Regions from separate parts of the Mus musculus genome. Here region 2 is linked to region 1. A link is a contact called in public Hi-C data. All regions are on one chromosome and are shown on one strand. The core of a region is the stretch at or near the end of the contact, and the rest is flanking DNA. Distances in the headings are between cores, read along the strand shown. Region 1 overlaps Slc4a4 (solute carrier family 4 (anion exchanger), member 4). Region 2 has its middle 53 kb from the start of Gm35855.

What was found. A called contact is a pair of places that touch in the nucleus more often than the background predicts.
Region 2: a contact with region 1 is called in a Hi-C map of liver, with 2.0 times the contacts expected there. The contact joins two enhancer-like sites. A contact is called at or near these places in 2 of 484 Hi-C or Micro-C datasets (liver and nephron progenitors) and 4 of 115 datasets of contacts at active chromatin or transcription factors (astrocytes, forebrain, pancreatic cancer cells and 1 more).

The regions. Positions count from the first base shown.
Region 1 is chr5:88,925,350-88,931,756 of GRCm38.p6, forward strand. The region is part of intron 1 of Slc4a4 (solute carrier family 4 (anion exchanger), member 4); the gene reads left to right. Among named protein-coding and RNA genes, the nearest start is that of Slc4a4, 41 kb to the left of the region's middle. Within about 2 kb of position 4,487, at least 131 of the 459 cell types and tissues checked have an H3K27ac peak or open chromatin away from gene starts, as enhancers often do. A contact at or near this core is called in liver and pancreatic cancer cells, where this site is marked.
Region 2 is chr5:89,275,865-89,282,387 of GRCm38.p6, forward strand. No RefSeq gene overlaps it. Among named protein-coding and RNA genes, the nearest start is that of Gm35855, 53 kb to the left of the region's middle. Within about 2 kb of position 1,892, at least 56 of the 459 cell types and tissues checked have an H3K27ac peak or open chromatin away from gene starts, as enhancers often do. A contact at or near this core is called in liver and pancreatic cancer cells, where this site is marked.

The DNA.
Region 1 (6,407 bases), core at 3,237-5,736:
CACTTCTACCCCTGCTGTCTCTATTTTATGGGGAAATCTCGTCTTGGGGGAGGGAATCAGAGCAAAGGATGGACATCTATGTGTATGACGATGCCATAGTAGAACCCGTTATTTCATATGCTAACCACATTTAATACTCAACTGGTTAAAGGAACGAACAGCTCGGATGTTCTTAATATCTGCTCCATCAGCACTATACAAGTCAGTCAGACAAACTGCAAGTGTCCAGATTGAAATAATGCATGGATAATTCTTAACATGTTGCCTGGAACGTATTAAGAGCTTCACTGAATGCCGGCAGCCATGCTATTGCCAGTCTGTCGGTTGTTCGGGATGGAAGATGTGAACTGTAGAGCTGCAATAGTGGTGAGAGTGGGGGAGGGGAAGCACTTCTGCTGATGTCAGTTCTGTGTGTCAGAGGTGACCAGGGCAGAGGCTATACCGGATCAGGTGCCATGTGGCTGACTCCCAACCTGGTGTCCTGAAAAAAAAAATCCCTGCTTTTGAGTCCCTACCCATCTGCCATCTTGAATCTAACCTGAGGTTAATATCCATGAATCTAAAGTAAATGTTGATAGAATCATAGACTGACATGAATGTCAATGTGATATGGCATTTACTTATTGGTGCAGCCAGTGGCCTATCTACTACAAATAACTAATCACGGACTGAGCTGAAATGTCTAGAGCTTAAGGTTTACTTTGGCATGTCAACTCTTTGTCCTACTTGCAAAGTAGCTGCCATGTAGCTTCTTGGTAGGTGTATTTGTACACATTGTGGGATTTTAACTCGTCCAGTTGCAGGTCTGAGGAGCAGGGCTGAGCCTCGCGCTGACTTCTTATGTGGCTTCTGGGTATCTGATGTGCTAATTAGAGAAGTACATCCCATGCAAGCTAGGGAAGGCAGTAGCTAAGGTGTGTGTGTGTGTGTGTGTGTGTGTGTGTGTGTGTGTGTGTATGTGTGTGTGTGTGTATGTCTGCTGAGCCTCTTCTTCTGGGTTGAGTAGCTTATAGTCAACAGGAAGGTCCTTATAAAGAAGAACCAATGAATGATACTCAAAAGGAGGTAGATGCTAAATTGTTTTATGAATGAGTGGGTTGGGAAGGAAAGCTTCGGATGCCAGTGGCACAAACTGGAACGTACTGGTGTGGGGAGATAGGAAGCTCACCATCCACTCTTGCTTTAAGACTAGCATTGTAGAGAGCTCCCTTGACTGGAAGGTGCCTTCTTCACATGATGGGCTTGCAGCTATGCCTATCTGTTTCCCCATCATTATACGTGGTAGCTTCCTTTCTCTCTTTTCTTTCCTTGGCTACTGGCTGTGGAGAATGGCCACTGAAGAGGAGGAAGGGACAGTAGAGGGACATGTCCACTGCTGTGCTTGGCCCTAACTTCTCTCGTGGAGCAGTACTACCTGTGTCATCTTGCCTGACTCCTATCTTAGGACCTTTCTATTCCCACCCCAAACTCCTCGAAGAGAGACAGTTCAGAGTTAAGGGTTTAGAGAGAAGCCTCTGTCTTCTGCCTGGCAGGAAAAATCTTAAGAAGACATTGAAAGAGCAGGTGCTTCAGGCAACATGAGACCCAGGAAGCCCATTAAACATTAAACGTGAGTGTAGACTGAGTCCGGGGAATGTCCTCAGCACCAGGCTGTCATTCTCTGGTTAGCATGGGTGTCCTTCCCAGCAGTCTCACCGATAGCATGCTATGTCCTTGCAGAGGACTCTCCCTTTGGATCCCAGTGGCTTTCTTATCCCTAGAGCCCATATGGACCTCTTGCCATTTCAGGCCTTGGCTTTTGTTAAATAGTCTGGTCCAGACTGTCAGAGCTCAGGTGGCAACCTGGGCACAGAGCTTGGGAGGCCCTGCCCCAACTTGGAGAAGATTCAAGGGGAGAGTTCAAAGGCACACATGCGAACCAACTCTCGTTGGGACGGATTTCTAGCCCTTGGTTTATGGATTATTCAGATCTTAGTATCTTATCTGGTTCCTACAAATTTCGTGTAGGAACATTACGATGAATTGGACTTGGTTATTTCAGGGACTTATTTAACCAGCATGAACTGCTGTAGGCTTCTTGGAAAGAGATGCTGAATGGGGTTTGTTCACTGTCCAAAGACACAGTTACTAAAGAGGTTACGCTCAGTGTCGCTCAATTCCATCTGCACCTAACCACCAAGCAAAATAATATGTCCAGGATGATAAGTGAATACATCTTAGTTGGAATTTTGACTCAGTTGTAGATTGGAAGGCATAGCTGAGGAGAAATAGAGAAATTACTTTTGGAGGACAAACCCTACACTTGGCCAGTTTTGCTCCATGTTGATTAGCGCTTTAGAAAACTATAGCATAACTTGTATTTCCACTTCTGGAGTTCAAGGAACTCTTCAGATCTACCCAGTTTTATTCGTCTTCTCCTCTCTCTGTCTGCAGTCTGTATGTTTTTATTATCTGTGTAGATCCATGTTCCTGTCACCATGGAGGATAAGATGCAGAGTTAAGCTGGGACCACATCCATTGCTGTACCACTCATTCATAGCCACCAACACTCCCGTCTCTAATCCCAAGAAACTTCAGGTCGGGTCCTTTATATGGAAAAGCTGTCATTCCAGAAGTGTTATGTAAATGAATTGTACAACATCTGAGTCTTTGTCTTAGCATAAGCCCCTATAGATACATTGTTTTAGTGTGTGAATCAGTGGCTTCTCCTTGCTTACCACTAAGCCATAGTCCATGATATGGATGAACTATAGCTTTTAAACCATAACCATTTGCCTATAGAAAGGTACTTGGGCCAGGTCTAGTTCTTAGCTATTAGGAATAAAGCTACCATGAACACTCACAGACAGGTTTCTGTATGAATGTAAGCTTTCATTTCTCCGGGACAAGTGTCCAAGAGTACAAAGGAACTTGTAAGGCAGTTTGTAAGTCTAGAATTATGTGCAGCATGCTCCTGCTCTGGGTTGCAGTTTTACTTTTACTTTAGCCTAAAATCTGATTTCATGTGGGGCCACGTTTCCCTGGCCCTCGGCCTGTGTCAATGACCAGGCTGATTAGGGAGCTCCTGAGTTGGGAGGGCGGCTTACTCTACATGTGACCTGTTGGTCTGTGGGAGACAAAGCTGTGATCAACCACGTTTGTCAGCTTTGCTGTGCCGATCTCTCTCTTCCTTTTCTTAATATATCTCTCCAGAGCTTCAGCACTGTGCATGGTTAAGCCAGTGACCACCGTTGTTCTTCCTCACTTCCTGTGGGGACACAAGGCCCCCCAGGGACCTCTGTGAACTTGGGAAGGGAATGGTTACAAACTTTCCTTCCTTCTCCTCTTGCCATCCATCGGCTGTAGTGAACACATGTTGCCAAAAGATGGCAGTGCACTTTACAGAGCTGAGATGGCTCTGTCACCCAGGACTCTGACAGCTGTATGTTGCTCTTTATATACACCTCGCAAATACGGACAGCACATTTTACAAAGTAACAAAAGCACCGATAAAAATGCTGTTGGTTAAAAAAAAAACAAAAAAACAAAAAACAAAAGAAAACATCGTGTTTGCAGCGAGCTTATAATAAAGAATGATTCTCTACCTCTTAGAAGTGAGGAGGACAGGGGAACATTGTTTAGGCATTTTTGTGCTGTTCTGGAGTAGAAATCTGTGGTGTGCTATGTTCTATCTTTTATCTGACTTAAGGTCAGCCAAAGAGCCGGGAGAGCCTAGTTTTGAGGTTTGAGCTTTGTGATACCTTTAGACTGTAAGCAAAATTCCCCAGCAACACTGTTCATAATTACCACAACAGCAATGGCTGATATAAAAGTCTTCACTCTCGGTATTTTTCCACGTTTTATACATATCTGTGCCTCAGGGCATGTGAGTGCAGAATTGTTTAGCATATGCTGGGTACAGAAAAGCTTCTATAAATGGAGAGGTGATGGGTTCATTGGATGTCATCAACAAACCAAATGGCGAGGATAGAATATAATGTTTAAATACAAGGTTAACTAATAAAATTGAAGCTGCGTGCACTGATTGAACCAGTGATGTCAAACTCTAGTTTGGACATGCTGACAGCCGGAGTCATTCTGCTCCCTGGTGCCACCTCTGGAAGCAGGCAGAAGTCCCTGACAACAGAGACTGTGGGGGAGATAGGCTGGCTCTGGATACCGCTGGCTGCCAGCTCTAGCACAGCCCCTCTATACTGTGGAGAGCATGCTGAGGTTAAAGTGTTCGTTCCACAAAATAGATGCCACAATCCGAGGACACGCAGCATAACTGTCATTCCCGGGGTGACAGGGAAACAGGTGGCTCCAACTCAGGCAGCAGCCTTTTTGCTAGTGCACCTCTTGGCAAAAGCCCCAGGCTAAGAGAGAACTGTGCTGCATGAAGTTCTAACTCTGAAACCAGATGCTGTTACCATAGAGACGAGTGAACTGCTACCGTGGGAGGCGCGATAGGGAAGCATGGGAGAGGGAGACAGGAGGGCAAGTGAGGCGAATCTAAAGGCTAGCATACCCGTAGACCTTCAACCTTTAACAGCCCTGGGACTAGCAGGCTGGTGCTCTTGAAGCTTGTGCGCTGGCGGCCTGCCACTTGCTGACTGGCTGAGTGGCAGCTGCTTGCGCTGTGAGTACTAGTCTGCGAGCACGTTGGCAGTTGGCAAGGGCTCAGGGGGGGTGGGATCTCAGAGGGCTGGAATGTGGATGGGTGCTCTGGGCCTAGTGGCTGACAGTTTTGCACAAATGTTTCTCGTGCCGGACTTAAGTCACCCTCACAGGCCTGCTCCGTGATTAGGACCGGCTGGTGAGAACCTGCCCATTTGGCAGATGATTTGACATGGGTTCCAGTTAAAGCATTTTGCTATCCCAGAAAAATGGAGATTTAGAACCCCCTCCCCCCACCTTTTCCCCTCACCATGGGTCTGGACTTGTATAGAAGGGGTTTAACTTCTCCAATCAGAGGCCATGTGATATGAAGCTTGCCCTCCCTCACCCCTGAGGCTGGTAAGGAGCTTCCAGAGCCACTCTGCATTTTGCCTCACGCTGGCTATGTGAGCAACAGTATGCTTCCTTCTCTGATTTCAGCAAATGCAGGGCACGTGCGAAGGACATTTTAAAGGACAGATTTGGGGGCCTGATTACGGACTGGATGAGTTAATTTCTTCCTAGTGATTTATAGAGGGAGGGGGGAACTGGTTAGGTCAGCCACTTTACATGGTATCTCTCTCTGTCTTACTAATAATAGCCAGCAACTGCTAAGAAATGTAAGGCTGAATAACTGATATTTGTCATGTAAAGAGGAGGGACTGCCTCTGCCCCGTGCAGAAGGCCAAAGGCATCAGGATGACTTTGCTCTTGAGGAAGAGGAACGCCGCCAGGCTGTGTGCTTTTGCCCTGTTTCACTCGCTCCTTTTTGGCAGAGAAGAGGCCTATTTGTGGGCATTCTGTATGAGCCGTCAGAGAAAACGAGGCTCTGATGACTTGCTATGTATAGTCTTGACGGGAATGTGAAATATGCACCAAAGAGCCAAGGAATGCACCCAGCGTGACCCCCACTCCGTGCTCAGACGGTGGGGTTGGGTTGTTTTCTCAACTTGGCCGGAGGGCTTGGGTGCTGACCTTTTTACCTTCCCTTCCAATCTCTTGGGTTTCTTGCTTCCCTTTTGCTTTACATGTGGCATATAATTTTTGGAACAAGCTTCGATATCTAGGTTTAGAAAATATATCAAGAGACAACAGGATGCTTTAAGATCCTGCCTGATGGATAAGAGGGTCCAAAATGGCGTCTACAGTCGGTTGTGTTGGACTCAGCATGCTGACTGACCTGGGGTTAGTTCTATTTTCCGGAGGGAGGATAAAAAAAAAAGTTAGGGTACATGCAGTGCTCTGGGATTCTGTCGTGCTTCTGAGGAGTTTAGGAAAATGTTCTCATTGCGACGTCCTCCTTATCTGTGTGCACAAATGCTGGGTAGCCGGTGGCTCCTTGCACTTTGGACTGTTCCCTGAGCACCAGAAGATGTCTTCGAGAAGGTAGACGTGGTTTGTGTGTCCCTGGTGTCTGGAAGTATGCAGGGTGCACAGTAGATACTCAGTTAATATTTACTCTCCTCCTCACTGGAGGAAGGTAAAAAACAGAAGAAGGAACAGACGAGCACCCTCTCTGTTCCTCTCTCCCCCAGCACCGAGAGTGGCCTGTTTCAAGGGGGTCTGTAATAGGCACCTGCATCCTCCCTATTGGCCAAATCCAACTTTGGCTTTCCCATCTCCGTCCTTCTCAGTTTTCCGGTGGGCTTGTCTGCTCTCTCTGACTTCCATGTCACCCGTGTCCAGCTTACACTGGTCTCACTGCCTGACTTGGGGATGTTGGTGTGTCTTAGCAGGTAGTCGCAGGTCCGCACCCTGATCCTACTTCTCTT
Region 2 (6,523 bases), core at 642-3,141, 350 kb after region 1:
CCTCCCTGCCCCTGTCTTCCCCACACAGTTCCTCATCCCATTCCTCCTTCCCCTTGCCTATGAGAGAGGGTGCTCCCCCTCCACCCCGCAGACATCTCTCTTTCCTGGAGCCTCAAGTCTCTTGAGGTGCATCTTCTCCAACTGAGGGCAGTTCACTGCTATATATGTTTGGGGGTCAGGTGGTAGGGGCTCAGAACAGCCCATATATGTTCCTGGTGGGTACCTCAGTCTCTGGGAACTCCCAGGGGTATGGGTTAGTTGAGACTGCTGGTCTTCCTATGGGTCGTCCTCCCCTTCTGCTTCAATTCTTCCCCAGATTCAACCATAGGGGTTGAATTTAGTCCAATGGTTTAGTGTAAGTATCTGTGTCTGTCTCACTGAACTGCTGGTAGGGCCTCTCAGAGGACAGCCATGCTAGGCTCCTATCCGTACACCAACCCCCACCCCAACCCCTACTTCCCAGTGAGATGGATCCTAAGTCAGGCTGGTCACTGGACTACCTTTCCTTCAGTTTCTTCTCCATTTTAGTGCCTGCAGTTCTTTTAGATAGGACCAACTCTGGTTTAGAAATTTTGACTGTGGCTTGGTAGCCACATCCCTCCACTTGAGGCCCTGCCTATCTACTGGAGGTGGACTTTTTGAGTTCTCTTTCCCCAGTGTTGGGTATTTTGGCTAAGGTCATCCTTATTGAGTCCTGAGAGTCTCTTATCTCTCAGGTCTCTGGTATTTTTAAGAGGGTCCCCCCAACCCGGAAGCTGTCTCCTGACCCTTTCTGTCCTAGCTCCCGTATCTGATCCTGTTCCTCTTTTCCCCTCTCCCTCCCCTCTCCCACCCAGGTCCCTCCATCCCTTTGCTTCTCATGATTATTTTGTTCCCTCTTCTAAGTGGGATTGAAGTCTCCTCATTTAGGCATTTCTGCTTATTACATTTACAGTCTATGGGGTGTATCATGGATATCCTGTATTTTTTGGCTAATATTCCATTTACCAGTGATTACATCCCATGTATATCCTTTTGGATCTGGGTTACCTCACTCAGGATGGTATTATCTAGTTCCATCCATTTGCCTGCAAAATTCATTGATGTCCTCATTTTTAATAGTTGAACAGTATTCCATTGTGTAATGAATATCTTCTTATTCACACAGAAACTTTGGGCTATAGCATCCTGCATAGACCAGCCCTTTACCACTGTGTCCTCTTGTCAAGTAACGTGGGCTCCTGTTTCCCACATCAGGTCATTCTTCCCATACCTTGCCTGGACTCTGAAACCTTGTGGCACATGCCTGTCTCATGACTCCTTTTGTTTCCCTCCTTGAACTTGCTCTGCCACTCTGGGCCATGCCTGTGGGCATGTTCCCCTGCCACTGCCTGGCTGTCTAGTTATCTTGTGTGATGCAGGCATACTTCACCAGGCTGCTTCCTGGGTGAGGTGGGTACTCAGAAGACTCACCCTGGTCATACTCTGACCCATCTTGCCTCCCTTGAGCTGAGATGCTCAGCCACACTGATTGGTTAGAACTGAAATGTCCAGGAACATACTCGAGGGGGAAAAGAAAGCATCTTAGTCTGTCTGAAATCCCATTCTCTCTAAGTCTCAATGAGCCAAGAGTGGCAAGTTTTCTTTGGTAAAATCTTACAGAACTAATATTTTAAGATACTTATACACCATCCTGATGTTCCACAAGGTCCAGGGAAGAGTTTTTATTTTACACCACCACCACCACCACCACCACCACCACCACCACCACTGGTTTTGTCTTTTCTCGGGTTAAATTTAGCACAGGAATTTCCCAGTTTGGTTGAAACCTGTTTGTCTTGCCTGCTTTCTGTGTACTTTGTACCGTGTGACCTAGCACTTCAGCTTCGCTGAACTCTTTGCCTACCACAAATATGCCATGCCCTTTAGCACGTCGGCAGCCTTTCTCCTTCTTTCCTGGTGTGCCCTCACCCTGTGTGGTGTCTAGAAATTGCTGACTCATTCTTCAGGATTCTGACCAATTTGCCCTTCTCACTGAAGTCTTTCCCAAGTCCTGGTGGTAAGTAGGCCCTTCCTGCTTCTCCAGAGAGTGTCTGAAAATGGGCAATTGCAACTCTGCTTCTGCTTAGCTGCATAAAGTTCAGCAAAGTTCTCAGCTTCTTCAGGTGTGAAGTGGCTTAATAACTGTATCAACTTCAAATGGTTGTCATAAAGCAGAGAGGAGATCAGTGCAATGTTAATCATTGGTGCTATTATTATTGTTGTTGTTATTATTATTTATTACGAATTATATTTTATTTCTCATAAAAGAGTAAGCTCTTCGCTCCAGGAAGTAATTCAGCATCAACAATATATGTGATCAAATATCATAATATGTGATCAGCATTTTCTGACTGAATTAAGTCATTGTGCAAATACTTTTCAAATGTGTGCCATTGTGTTAGGCAATACTATGATCAAAATAATTATGCTTTCTGACCTCCTGGAAAATACAGGGTGGTGGGGAAAGAGGGACTTTTGCAAATAATTACACAGGTGAATGAATAAGGAAGTGAATAGAAACTGTGATAAGTCTATATAAAAGGATAATGATTGTCATAGAAAGGTATGTGGTCTTTGTCCCCAGTTCCTGACACAGAGCTTCTAAAGCACTGGGACTTCCTGAGCTGATGACCACAGGAGCACTGTTTGTTCTGATGATGCAATACTTGGCAGACCCTGTAGTTTCAGGGTAAGAGTGGAGGTTTGAAGCACAGAACACTCAATCCAGACCCTTAGGTATAGTGGCTAGGGGCTGGATATTGAATTCATTATCAGTGATGGCCAATTCAATCAACCATGCTTACCTAATGAAAATATCCTAAGAAGCTTGGGGTGCTTGCAGGTTGATGATCATATCAAGGTTGTGGAGTTGTGGCATGTCTATATAGGACAGGAAAACTCTGTGTTTACCTCCCTCATTCCTTGTATATGTATGTGTTCCATTTGGCTGTTTATTAATTGTATTGCTTATCATATATCATTAATAGTACAGTGCTTGCTATAGACTTATTAGCCATGCTGTCAAATTGTCAGACATGAAGAGGGATGCAGGAGCCCTGAGTTTGCATTCAAGATAAGCAGGAGTGCATAACTTGAAGACCTGATTCTTATGACTGGCACCTAGAAGTAGTTCAGTGTCATGGACCTGGAGCCCTTAAAACCTGCTGAATCTGATGTTAACTCTCTTGATTGTACTGGATTGAGTGGCATAGCCCCAAGTTGGCATCAAAATTAGTTGTTATCAAGGAGAAAAGAAAACAACACCACCCTTCTTATTTTAGTGTCAGAGACACAATAAGTAAAGCTTAATCAGACCATGATGGAAATGATTAAAATGGGATGACAATGTCGATTAGAAGATTTGAAGTATTTTTGACAATGTGAATTTTTCCTGAGACCCAAATGCTGAATAGAAACCATAGAAAAGAAAGTCTGTCTGTGAAACTGTGTGGCACTAAAGAAATTGGCTCCATTATGCTCCGTTTCTGGATGTGGGGAATGGGGGTGTAGAAGAGTTCAGAGTAAGACTGAAGAGGAAGGCTGAGCTCCGCCTTTACAAAATGAAGGGACTTAGAATATTATGAGAATATGATGAGAAGCAAGTGTACTCTCTGGTTACAGTGGTGCACCTTCACTACAAAACAACATGGCTATGCTGGAAAGAATGTGCTAGGGGCACAACTGAGAGGACATGAAGGTCCTAGGGAAATGTAGACCAGGTGGTGCAATGGAACAGAGAGGAGGGAGAGAGAAGAAAGGAAAGGAGAGGGAGGGAGTAATGGAGAGAGAGAGAGAGAGAGAGAGAGAGAGAGAGAGAGAGAGAGGAAGAAGGAACAGGAGGTAGGGGAGGAGGAGGAAGAGGAAGAGAAGGAGGAGGAAGAGGGAGAGAAGGAGGAGGAGGAGGAGGAGGAGGAGGAGGAGGAGGAGGAGGAGAAGAAGAAGAAGAAGAAGAAGAAGAAGAAGAAGAAGAAGAAGAAGAAGAAGAAGAAGAAGAAGAAGAAGAAGAAGAAGAAGAAGAAGAAGAAGAAAACACATTTGGTGATGGTTTGTATATAGTGGCTATGTACATGGGAGTCTGTCATGATGGCCAAGGTTCAGGGTTATGTATTAGGAAGGGGAGAAGTCTAGGGATAGTTCACTAAGCTAGAAGAAACTGGAGAAGGAATGGTTTTTCAAGATATAATTTTGACATGTCCAGTGTATGTGAGATCAGTGCAGGAAGTCCAAGTGGCAATGTCAAGTATACTGCTAACTAAATGAGTTTGGAATCCAGAGGGATCTCATTGCAATATGGAAATGTGAGACTTAATTGTGAGACTAGAAATGAAATCCTTCTCCCTTCATTCTCTTTACTTCATTATTGACAAAAGCATGAATCTCATTTACTATAATCTTTATGAATAATTGCTCTCCTATTATGTATGAGTGATGTTATGGTTTGAATAAGTGACCTCCATAGGCATATATGCTAATTTATTAGTCCCCAGCCTACCATACCTTTGTAGAGGTGGGGATAAAGGCAAGGAACATAGATCACTGGGGCATACCATTACAGGAGATATTAACACCCTGGCCATTTTCCAACTTTTACTTCTAGGCTGCCATAAACCTTCACGGTGATGCACAGCCTTGCCACAGACCTCAAAGAAACATGCCAACCAACCATGACCTTAGTGATTTTGTTGTGGTTACCGAAAGCTGACTAACCCAGTTTTATTTGTACAAATCTAGTTTTCACTGAGGAGTAGTAGAGTCAGTCTGACATAGCTACCTTTAAATGTTCCTCAAAGTGGAAGTGTTATGTAAAATTGTGGAAGTAAAACTACAGAGCTAATGGGGGAAATGGGAGTACAGCACATAACAGCTTCATTAGAGACATGCAAAAAAGCTATAGAGATCAAGTAAAACTTTGTAACAAAGTTTTACACACGTTAAAGGGCAGTGATGTGCATAATTACTACAACAAATAGAACCTGACTGCAGACAGGGCCATTGGAAGGATTGCAGCACACTAAATGGAAAGAGGACCATTATTTGAAGCCATCTGGGAAGTTAGTTGTCATACCACCTACAGATAAATGCAGCTTTTTAGGCTAGGCCCAAACATCAGTTCTATAATTTGCATCTTTAAATCCCAGGGCATACTGTTCTGCCTTTGAATGGTAGGCCCTTCTAAGCATACAACTTTAGTGGACTTGCATTTTTCCAAAATAGATAACTTAATGCAATTTGTCTTCAAGTAACTTTTGTATTACTGCTGGTTATTTTTATAAGTGTCCATCATATTTGTACTCATGGTTTTATCAAATAGCTGAAAACTTTGAGAAATTTCCCATCAAAATGCCCATCTTATTACCAAGAAGATTTGCATCTTTGGATCTGTTGATTCCTGTTTAAGGTGTTTGTATGTGCATAAGGCTTTCTCTTTGATGGAAAGAATGCCTGCTTCCGTTTTTCCTGCTGAGCAGTCTTCAATCCACATGTTACTCAGTGTTGTTATCTATTCTTCTCTTGGAGGGCTTTCCAACACTTGCAGCCACAGACTTTCTGTTATCTTCTACTGCGGCCTCTTATGGTTGGCAGTGTAGGTTCCTTCGTATATGTATGATGTTTCACATTTTCTCTTAGTTTATCCAAAATTGTTCGTTTTACACCTCTCTGGCTGTCTGGAAGCTTCTTCTGTATGCATCTTGATATTTTTGAGGTAGAATATGTAGAGGAATTTAAGATTCTGAATGAGAATTTCTAAACGCAAAAGTTCACAAATGCAAAATTTGGCAAGGACAAAACCTTGACGTTTAACACACTGATGGTGAGTCTGGAGAGATTTAATGTGTGTGTGTGTGTGTGTGTGTGTGTGTGTGTCTGTGTGTGTGTGTATGTGTGTGTGTCTGTGTCTGCGTCTGTGTCTGCGTCTGTGTCTGTTTCTGTGTGTGTACTGGCTGGTTTTATGTATCATCTTGAAAGGAAGATCATCAGAGAGTCATCAGAGGGGAAGGAGGCTCAGTTGAGGAAATGCCTCCCTAAGATCCAGCTGTAAGGCATTTTCTTAATTAGTGATCAATGAGGGAGAGCCCAGCCCATAGTGGATGGTGCCATCCCTAGGCTGATGGTCCTAGTTTCTATAAGCAAGCAGACCAAGCAAGCAAACTATGGGGAAGCAAGCTAGTAAGCAGTGCTCACTCCTCCATGGCCTATGCATCAGCTCCTGCCCCCCCAGCATCCTGCCTGCCCTGTTTGACTACTTTCTTGTTTTGACTTCTTTCAATAAGAAACAGAAATATGAAAGTGTAAGCTGAATAAACTCTTTTATTATCAACTTACTTTTTGGTCATTGTTTTTTGTAGCAGCAGTAGAAACCCCAAGACTCTGTGTGTGTGTTCGAGTGTGCGCACACATGCTTAGTATTCCTACTCAGCTTAGTGTATTTGCATAAAGGCTTTTGAAAATATTCACATAGTGTTTTCAACAGATAAATTCATGCATAAGCTAGTGCATGTAA